2 separate regions of the Sus scrofa genome follow, and region 1 is linked to region 2. The links are chromatin contacts, called in public Hi-C maps. All regions are on one chromosome and are shown on one strand. The core of a region is the stretch at or near the end of the contact, and the rest is flanking DNA. Distances in the headings are between cores, read along the strand shown.

Evidence for each region. A called contact is a pair of places that touch in the nucleus more often than the background predicts.
Region 1: a Hi-C map of embryonic fibroblasts shows a contact between it and region 2, with 2.6 times the contacts expected there. A contact is called at or near these places in 1 of 5 promoter capture datasets (liver) and 9 of 47 Hi-C or Micro-C datasets (embryonic fibroblasts, epiblast stem cells, fetal liver and 2 more).

What each region holds. Positions count from the first base shown.
Region 1 is chr4:38,695,234-38,700,564 of Sscrofa11.1, forward strand. All of the region lies in intron 1 of ERICH5 (glutamate-rich protein 5), which reads right to left. Among named protein-coding and RNA genes, the nearest start is that of ERICH5, 4.2 kb to the right of the region's middle.
Region 2 is chr4:38,653,274-38,658,533 of Sscrofa11.1, forward strand. It overlaps RIDA (ribonuclease UK114), which reads left to right and starts at 2,997. Exons shown (of 6, transcript XM_001928953.5): 1 at 2,997-3,184; 2 at 4,913-5,018. The coding sequence starts at 3,120. It overlaps POP1 (ribonucleases P/MRP protein subunit POP1), which reads right to left and starts at 2,931. Exons shown (of 16, transcript XM_003481375.4): 1 at 2,817-2,931.

The DNA.
Region 1 (5,331 bases), core at 353-2,852, 41 kb after region 2:
AAATCTTAGGAAGAAGTCTGCCAGAAGCTGGTGGCATTTAGTTCAGGAGAGAGTGGAACAGTAATTTCACCTATAAGCAGGGGGCTGACAGCATATGGAGGAAAGTTCAGATGTCAAAGGTCTGGAAAGCTTTGGGTCCTTTGACGTTTGTGTGGTTAACAAAAATCTTTGGTGTTCAGATCCATCAGCTCCTCAGGGCACTAAAAAGAACAGAAATTGGGAGTTCCCACTGTGGTTCAGCAGGTTAAGAACATGACTAGTATCTGAGCTATTTACCCTCCCTAAACTGCAGTTTTCTTGCTGTATTTGGTGAAACGAATGTTTGCTTTATAAGGCTTTTATGGAGATGAATGGAAATTATGGGCTAAAGTACCTGGAACCAAGTGGGTGCTCCTACCTTACCTCCTGATTTCTGTTCCATGCCTATGTTTTGCTGCTCCTGCACTAAGGTCAAAATCCTTCCGTTTTAGAAAAAGATGTCCTGAATTGTTGATGAGTGTGTGATCTGGTACAAGCTTTATGGAAGGCGTTTAGGCAGTGATCTCTCAGAAGTACAAATGTGCATACCCTTTGACCTAGTAATGCCACTTCTGGGAAATGGTCCTACAGTTATGCCTGAATGCTTTCATAATGATGTATGTGTAAAGGAATTCATTGTAGCCTTGTCTGCAAAGGAAAAGACTAGAAACCAATCAAATGTCTCTCACTGGGGGTCTGGTTAAATAAATTACACAATGGATTCCTAAGCAAAGACAGAAAAGAGGAAAGAAGTTCTCTGTATCACAGAGAGATTATAGAAAGACCTGCATGTTTTTAGGTGAAAAAAAAAAGATGAAGAATAGTGGGTATAATGCATTATATTTTATGAGTAATGATGGGAGAAGGAAATATTATTTGTAATGTATAAAGAAACTTCAGAAAAATACATCCCAAAAAACCCCTAAAAAACATTTACCCATAGCTGCGATTAGAACTAAATAGATGGTGGGACTGGGGTAGGAGATGTACTTCTGACTACATGTATTTTCTCTCTCTCTCTCTTTTTTTTTTTTTTTTTTTTTTTTACGGCCACAGGTATGGCATATAGAAGTTCCCAGGCTAGGGGTCAAATCGGAACCGCAGCTGCTGCCTATGCCACAGCTTGTGGCAATGCCAGATCTTCAACCCACTGAGCAAGGCTAGGGATGGAACTTGTATCCTCACAGAGACAACATCAGGTCCTCAACCCACTGAGCCACAACGGGAACTCCAGTATTTTTCAGATGTTTTCAATTTTTTGAATCATGTATGCAGTTCTTATATTCCATCATAATTAGCTGGTATATAATAATCAGGCCTAGCACAAAGATTTAATGAGCATTCTCTGTGCGCCAAGCTCTAGAGGTGACACAAAGACATACAAGAATCAGTCCAGAGACTTTGGACACTTGAATGACAGAAACCCCATTTATATAATATCTGCATGCAAGAAAAGCCTATAACATTTTAATGTTAATGATGTTGGTTCTTCAACTACAAAGAAGTGTTTGTCTACTTAGGACTGACACGTCACCGTGTGAAAATACTGGGTAAAGACTGAAGGTATTTACACAGTACAAAGAACAATTCACCGAACTGTGAAATTCAACCTTCATCCTATTACTGAGGCAGTGTGGACTCTGAGCAGCAAGTGAGAGTCCAGATAAGAACAAACACGTGATCATGGCTGTCAGAGAAAAGGGACACACTAATCTAGCAATGAATTTGTCAATAATTATCATCTGTTTACTTTGTCTACATTGGAGCTTAAGCTATAAAATCTTAGGAAGAAGTCTGCCAGAAACTGATGGCATTTATTTCAGGAGAGAGTGGAACAGTAATTTCACCTATAAGCAGGGGGCTGACAGCATGTGGAGGAAAGTTCAGATGTCAAAGGTCTGGAAAGCTTTGGGTCCTTTGATGTTTGTGTGGTTAACAAAAATCTTTGGTGTTCAGATCCATCAGCTCCTCAGGGCACTAAAAAGAACAGAAATTGGGAGTTCCCACTGTGGCTCAGCAGGTTAAGAACACGACTAGTATCCATAACGATGCGGGTTCAATCCCTGGCCTCACTCAGTGGGTTAAGGATCTGGCATTGCCACAAGCTGTGGAGTAGGTCACAGATGCATTCAGATCCTACATTGCTGTGGTTGTGGCGGAGGCCGGCAGCTGCAGCTCCGATTTGACCACTAGTCCAGGAACTTCCTTCCCTATGCTGCAGGTGTGGCCCTAAAAAGATAAAGAATAGAAACTGTCCTGAGATGTAAAACTTGCTTCCACAAACACAGGACATCCCAAACTCAATCTACTTGTCATTCTGGAAAGAAAAGGCTCTTTCCTCACACATTTCAGGGCATTCAGTAAAAGTCTATGTGTAACTACCACACACCAGGCCTTGTTCTGCACTTTGAATAGCGCTGGATAATTATTTACACCAGAGGCCGGTCTCCATCTCTGTCCCTGTCCCTTCCCCCTACATCTCTTTCCCTAGTGGGTTATCTTTGGAGGTGATAGAAAGCAGCTCAGTGGGATTCAGTGTTTGATGGGTCAGAGCAAAGAGCACCATGTAGTCAGAACAGATTATTCCCATTCAGTATAATGGTTACCGAACTAGTAGCAGCTATTTGACTTACTGGGGCCAGAAAATAAGTACCTCATTACAGGATTTTAGAGATGTAACAAATCTCTTTTTTTCTTTATTTTTTCTTTAGGGCCACAAGTGTGGTGTATGGAAGTTCCCAGGCTGGGGTCGAATCACAGCTTCAGCTGCCAGCCACAGCCACAGCCACACCAGATCTGAGCCACATCTGCGACTTATATCATAGCTCATGGCAATGCCATTTCCTTAACCTACTGAGTGAGGCCAGGGATTGAACCCACATCCTCATGGATACTAGTCAGATTCTTACCACAATGAGCCACAACAGGAACTCCAAGAAATCTTAGAGGTAATTTAGCACAAGCCATTATTTATGATTCTTTTGCTTGTAGGATAATACTGACTGCATTATGTATAACAGTTCTTAGGCCAATTACAGAAAATCATTAGGCAGAATTGTCCAAACACAAATCCAGTCTGCAGGCTAGTTGATGCATATAGCTTTAACGCATGGAGTTCTAAGGTTGATACTGTGATTTTTTTTTTTTTTTTTTTTTTGGTTTTTAGGGCCACACCTGCAGTATAGGGAATTTCCCAGGCTAAAGTTCAAATCAGAGCTGTAGTTGCCAGCCTGCGCCACAGCAAATCCAAATCCAAGCAGAATCTGCAACCTATACTGCAGCTCAAGGAAATGCTGGGTCCCTGAGTGAGGCCAGGGATCGAACTCATGGATACCGCCGAGCCACAGACAGAACTCCCTGTGAACTTTTTAAAAAATCTCTTAACATATGACCATTATCTGTATCTCTATGGGAGGGTACTGGAAACTTCTCCACATTTATGTACCTGCTGAAAATATCTCTAAGGTTAAATGTTCTCCAAATATTCCTAGTTTAAACTTGGAAGCAAATACAAACTTCATATTTTACTGAATCTTATTTAGGGATAAATATCTTCTTTATTATAATATTTATTATATTTATATAATATTAATACATACTTTCTGCATGTATTATACATATTTATGTAATGTTTATTATATAATTTATGTAGAGATTATAATAAATTCTATTGTAATGTTAATTTAAATGTATTAAATTATGATAAAATTTATACTTTATTATGTTTCTTATGTTGCTTGCATAGTGAATGATCACATACCCAAGGGACTTGTCCAGAGTGATCTGAGGCAAAAATAGACTTAAAACTAATTGTCACAAACTAGTTTAAGGAGGAAAAGAAGAGACAAGAGGTCAAGTTCTGGAATCAGAGTACCTAATTCAAAGCCTAGCTCTGACTCTTTTTTTTTTCCTTTCTTTCTTTCTTTTTTTTTTTTTTTTTTTTTTTTTTTAATGCTTTTGTCTTTTTAAGGCCGCACTAGCAGCATATGGAGGTTCCCAGGCTAGGGGTCCAATCGGAGCTGGCCTATGCCAGAGCCACAGCATCTTCGACCTACACCACAGCTCACAGAAACGCTGGATCCTTAACCCACTGAGTGAGGCCAGGGATCGAACCCGCATCCTCATGGATGCTAGTCAAATTCATTTCTGCTGAACCACGATGGGAAATCCCAGCTCTGACTCTTAAAGAGCCCTGGAACCTTTCGCAAATTATTTACTCTTCCCTGTAAAATGGGGATAATCATATTACTTAGTCAAAGCATTGTTCTAAGGATTCAGTGAAGTAATTCCTTCAATGATGAAGTGCCAAGCACAGTTAAGCACTGGGGGTACAGTGAGTAAATGCATGTAAGGGACATCTAATAAACTTGGGATAAATTTCATCTAAAAACATGCACTCAGGCTTAGGGATGAATACAGGGTTAAAGAAGTTTTGAGCTACAGAAACAGGAATGAATTATTTATCAGGCCTCCAACATCGTGGAGTTGAAATGCTGATGAACATACAACAGTATCCAATTACAAGACAGTACTGTCTAATTGAGGATCAGGTGCAAAATATACCTGTTGATTGATTCAGTGTGTGCACTGAGCAATTTATGCAACATATTAATTTTCTATGCACAAAAACTGGTTGTTAGGCATTTCAACATTTCTTTCAGAAATGCGTGAAAACTGAGAACAGCAATGAAAGCATGAATAAAAAATGAAAGGGTGTGACTCATGTGCATGGTTATTTATATTGGCAATAAAATAGTTTTTAAAACCAGGTTATTCATTATTTTTGGAGAGGATTAAAAAGCCCCTTCCAGCCATTGGATACTTTTGCCTCTCCCCAAGAGTAACATTTCCTATAACAAAGTTAAAAAATTTATAATGATGATTTAGTGCTCAACTTTTTGAACCAGGATGCTATCCCTGGAATATGGAGGGGCATGGCAAGGGAATAAGAGAAAGCAAAATAATATGGTATATCTTCCTGAAGCATCAGTTTTTTCATACTGAAACTAATAAGAAAATCATGGAACAAAATGCAAAATCCACCTGATATCATAAAACATAAAACATCAAAGAAACTGCTCCTTGTGATGGCCCCTTGACAGCAGGTTTGAGGGACAGAAGTTTTTTTTGTTGTTTTTGTTTTTAGGGCTGCACCCACAGCATATGGAAGTTCCCAGGCTAGGGGTTGAATTGGAGTTGTAACTGCCAGCCTATGTCAGAGCCACAGCCATGCTTGATCCGAGCCACATATATGACCTAAGCTGCAGCTTGTGGCAACTCAGAATCCTTAACCCACTAAGCGAGGCCAGGGAT
Region 2 (5,260 bases), core at 1,747-4,246:
ATAATGGAAAAAAACATGAAAAACAATATATATAGATATAACTGAGTCACTTTGCTGTGTAGCAGAAATTAACACAACACTGTAAATCAACTATACTTCAACAGAATTTTTACATGCTCTCAGAATCAATTTTTTTAAAAAAAGCTTCCAAGAGGAATCTTAACTTTTTTCAAGTGACTTTTACATCTAGTCCTAATATTCACAGTTTGCATGTTTTCATTTCCATTTAATCAAAATTTTAATGAGCACTAAATATGTGTCAGGCTTTATAAAAAGTGTTTTCTCCCAAATGAATAATGTTCAAATAAGCCATGTTTCCACATGCAGCATATGATCAGACATAATCCTTGGTAGAGTGGACTCCAGTTTCAAAACCTGGGAATATAACGGATGGTCCCCAATTTCTTTCGGATCTAAAGCACCGGTGACTCAGACTTAACATAAAATCTCCCATAAGAATACAGTATCAGGAGTGCCCACTGTGGCTCAGACTAGTATCCATGAGGACATGGATTCGATCTCTGGCCTCGTTTAGTGGGTTAACGATCTGGAGTTGCCATGAGCTGTGGTACAGGACCGAGATGCAGCTTGGATCCCGAGTTTTGTAGCTGTGGCGGAGGCTGGGGGCTGCAGCTCCAAAAGAATACAGTATCCAGTATCGAAGTTCCCTGCAGTTCAGGATTCCACTTGTCATTGCTGTGGCTCTGGTTACAGTAGTAGCAAGGGTTCAATCCCTAGGCCAGGTACTTAGCATGCCAAAGGTGTGGCCAAAAAGAAAAAAAAAAAACTTCTCCTAATTACCCAATCTAATCAAACTTAACAAGCTTCTTGGTTCTACTCTGTGCATAGTAGTTTTGAGCTGTGTGTAGACCGAAGTAGGATACAGGTGTGGCCTCTTAAAAAGTTAGTCATCTTAGGCAGCCAATACTTACTGAGAACTTTATGTGCCAGCACTATTCCACACGCCTCACTCATTTCATCACAACTCTGTGAGGGACGTGTGAGCACTATCCTCACTTTATAAATGAAGAAATAGAAGCACAGAGAGGTTAACACTAAGCTTGTGATTATCCTGGGATTCAACCCAGGCAGTCTGGCTCTATTCACTATTTATAAAACAAAAAAACAATTCCAGACTAAGACCACATAAAATAAAAGACTAAATTCTGCTACATAACACAATAAAAAACTGGATAAGGGAAAGAAGAGCATGAATCTGCAGGAAAAGTCAATGAGAAAATAGGATTTCATTAGTTGGAACGTGGCTAGGGAAGAAAGTATTCAGGAATCTACTTGGTGAATCCAGGAGAGAGACCTCTGGATGACTACAGTGGGAAGAGAAAGTAGAAGAGGATAAAACTGAGTAAGCAAGGGGAGGCCAGAACTTTCAAAGAACTTCTAAAGGTTCTTGAGCTGGAAGTAGGGAAGCCAAAACCTTATGGGTCTGCAGAAGAAAATGAGGGGGAATAAAGATGATTTTCTTATATTACATTTCAGAGGAGGACAAAGATCTTGCCAGTTTTTTTCACTGTTCCACCTCCAGCACCTAGCAGAGTGCCCTGCTCAAACATGCATAGGCATAAATGGAGTGAAATGTTCCTATAATGCATATACTAACAGTAAAAAACACTGAGCCAAGCAGCAGTGCTTCTGACACTGCATGACTGAGTATCTGCCAAGAGAGGAACTCTGGGGCCATTTGCTGGACCAAGATCAATAACCTATTTGAATTCAGATCTCAGTCAGCTGGTGTCTATTGAGATGGAAAGGGAACACACAGACACCCAGTAAAGCTCAAGAACATTCCAGAAAAGGGAGCATGGGAGAGGCGGGAGGTGAACACTGCCCAGGTCTCAGCGTGCTCTCCTCAACGACCCCTTATTCCTTTTGGATGGTAGATGGGTACAATGGCCTCCCCTAGGATGGCATCTGCCCCGTGGGGCAATCCAGAGAAACGACAAACACAGGTGGCTCCAGCACAGGAGCGGAAGTGTAAGTAGATGAGGTAGGAGGTTCCTGGAGACAGAGAACCAGGGATGGCTTTCTTGACATCAGAGAAGCCATCCATTTTTGGCTTAAGTCATTTTGTGATCTAAGCCTGGCCTCAATGCTTGCCTTTGAATGTCGCAGTAATCATGATCTTAAGGGAAACTAAGACAAGAAAAGTAGCAAGAACAAAAATCAGTTGTAAACTCCCAGATCTGCTGCTGCGGTAAAGATCAGCCTGACGTACTTTCTTGATCTGTTTTGCATTATTTGAACCCGCCTTGGACACTCAATCATCAGATCAACTGGAACCTGAGGGATGCTGACCTTTTTTCTGACCCTTGAGGTTTCAATCAACTAAGTTTGGACTCTGCTGCCCTTTGCCCCAATTCTATGCTAAATTCTTCTCTGCTCAAGCCCCTTCATGAATACACATATACGTTAGCTTAAAAGTTCCCCAATTTCTCGGTTGCTTTTGGAAAGATCACGGGTGTTCACCAAGTAAGAAGCACTTTCTTCTTCCAATCGCCGGTGCATAGCAAGTAAGAAGTACTTCCTTCTCCCAAACTTTGGCTCAGTTGGGTTTTTTGTTGTTTTGGCGGGGGGAAGAGAGGGTTCTGGATTGATACCCACCAAGAGGTGAAGCTACTTTTCGGGTAACAGAAGGAGGGGCCGTGGGGAAAAGAAGGCAACAGGGGAAGAGTAGGTCAGCGAGTGAGGGGAAAGAGAGGGAGGGGAGCCTAGCCAGTGCTCCGGCACCGGTGGAGGGACTGACACACACTCCTCCCATCCTCGTGGACCCTGGTAGACTCCAACCCCTCAAAACCTACCTGCCAGATGCTCTGCGGCTGGAAGCCAGCAAGCCCGGGGTCAGAAATGACAACGTTCTGCGGCAGTCACGACGCCGACGTGCGTGGCGAGCGAGCTAGAGGGCGCATGCGCCGGTGAGACGTGGCCTCCACGTGGCCCAGAGTCGCACGGAGACTACAATTCCCAGAATTCTCAGCGAACCCAGCCCCGGGTGACGCTTTAAAACAGGAACTCCAGCCCCGGCTGATTAGTCTCCAGAAACGCCAGTGGGAACGCTTTACGAGGTTGTTGTCTAGGAGTGGCCTCCAGAGAAAAGCGTTAGCATGTCGGCTTTGGTCAGAAAGGTGATCAGTACTGTGAAAGCCCCAGCGGCCATTGGTCCTTACAGGTACAGATGGCCGTGGAGCCGGGACGGACTCGGGCGGGTGGGGTCTGGCTTGGGGCTTGGGCCAATCCGGTCCGAGCTGCGGTGGTCCTCCGAGGTCATTGCGGGCAACCTCGTCGGACACACTGAGCCGGGAAACTGAACCTGGGAAAGGGGGCAATGCACCCGGAGACCCACTACGAATTTAAAATCATCAATTGTATATTTAAAATTATGAAGAAAAAAGATTTAGTCGGGAAATCAGAGGGAGACGTCATGAAGTTTGCAACATGTTAGGACACAAAATATAGGTAACTAGAAAATTAGAAATGAGAGTATCTTGTTTCATAATAAAGGTGAAATGGTAAAACAAACTTTACTTACAAAGTTAAATTGATATTAAAGTTTGTTTATAAACTTTTTACAACGAAGGTATTCAGTGCCATTGAATTGTATACCTAAAAATGGTTTTCAAAATGGTACATTTTATGTTTGATAAATACTTTTTTATCACAATTAAGAAACAATGGTGGGGCTTTCTTTATCCAAAAATAAATAAAGTTCGTTTAGCTTTCAGGTATCGTGTAACTTATGCTTTTTCCTGTGATTTTATCCTAATTCTGAAACTTAGTATTCTCATTACAAAAAAAAAAAAAAAAAAAGTTCCAAAAGTACTTGGCACGTGTAACCTCACAGGTGGATCTTTAATTGATCCTTCAGCAATGATTAACCTTGTCTAATTATTTTCTTGAGAGTGCCTTTGGCATTGCTTTCTTTTGTTTTACAGCTTTATTGAGGCATATGTTACATGTAAAATTCACCCATTTTAATGGAAAGTTCCATGAGTTTTGGTAACTATATAGAATTATGCATTTGCTACCACAGTCAAGTTTTTGAATATTTACATCACCCCCACACACCTCTGCCGAGCCCCTACAAAAAATTCTCACTCATCAATCCCCATACCTACCTCCCAGGCAGCCACTAATCTATTTTCTACTGCTTTTTTTGTTTGTTTGTTTCTAGAATTTTATGTAAGTAGAATCAAATAGTATGTAGTCTTTAGGTGCATGTATCAGTGAGTGTTTTTTATTTTTTTGTTTTTAATTTTTGCTATCAAGAATAATGCTGTTCTGAATAGTCATGTAAAGTCTTTGAACATATGTTTTCATTTCTTTTGGGTAGTTTCCTAGGAAAGAAATTGCTGGGTTGTATGTTATGTGTATGTTTATATTTTTAAGAAACTGCCAAACAATTTTCCAAAGTGTCTGTACTATTTTGCATTCCTACCAACAAAGTATGAGGGTTCCAGTTACTCCACATCCTCAGCAATATTTGTTATCAGTGAGGCCTTATTGTGTGTGATGGTATCTCCGTGTGGTTTTGGTTTGCATTACTCCTTAGCCCTTTGTATGTCTTCTCTTGTGAAGTGTCTGATCAGATCACTTGCCTGTTTTTTTATTGGTTCGTCTTTATATTATTGAGTTATAAGAGTTCTTTATATATTCTGAATACACATCCTTTGTTAGATATGTTTTGCAAATACTTTCTCCCAATCTGCGACTTAACCACATTTTCTTTTTCTTAAAGATCTCTTTCAGTAAGCAAAAGTTTTTAATGAAGTCCAGTTTTCAAATTTCTTTATTTTAACATTTTGTGCTTTTTGTGTCCTTAGCAAAGAAGTCTCTTAGCATTGAGTTTTGTATTTCATATTGATCTTTTGTATACACACTGCATTTCTGTTTATTGCAGTCAAGCTGTGTTAGTCGACAGGACCATCTACATTTCAGGACAGATAGGCATGGACCCTGCAAGTGGACAGCTTGTGCCAGGAGGAGTGGTAGAAGAAGCTAAACAGGTGGGTCTTTTTCCACATTTGAAGTTCCCTTCTCTGCTTGTTATATTGAGGAGTGTTAAGAATCCACTTGGCTGATTATCAGAGAAGTGCTCTTTAAGTTTCTTACTGACTGACTTAAGACAGTTTTATGTCACTAGAAAGTTGGAAACATAGTGAAACATTTAACAACCAAAAAAAATTTTTTTTAGGAGTTCCCGTCATGGCGCAGTGGTTAATGAATCCGACTAGGAACCATGAGGTTG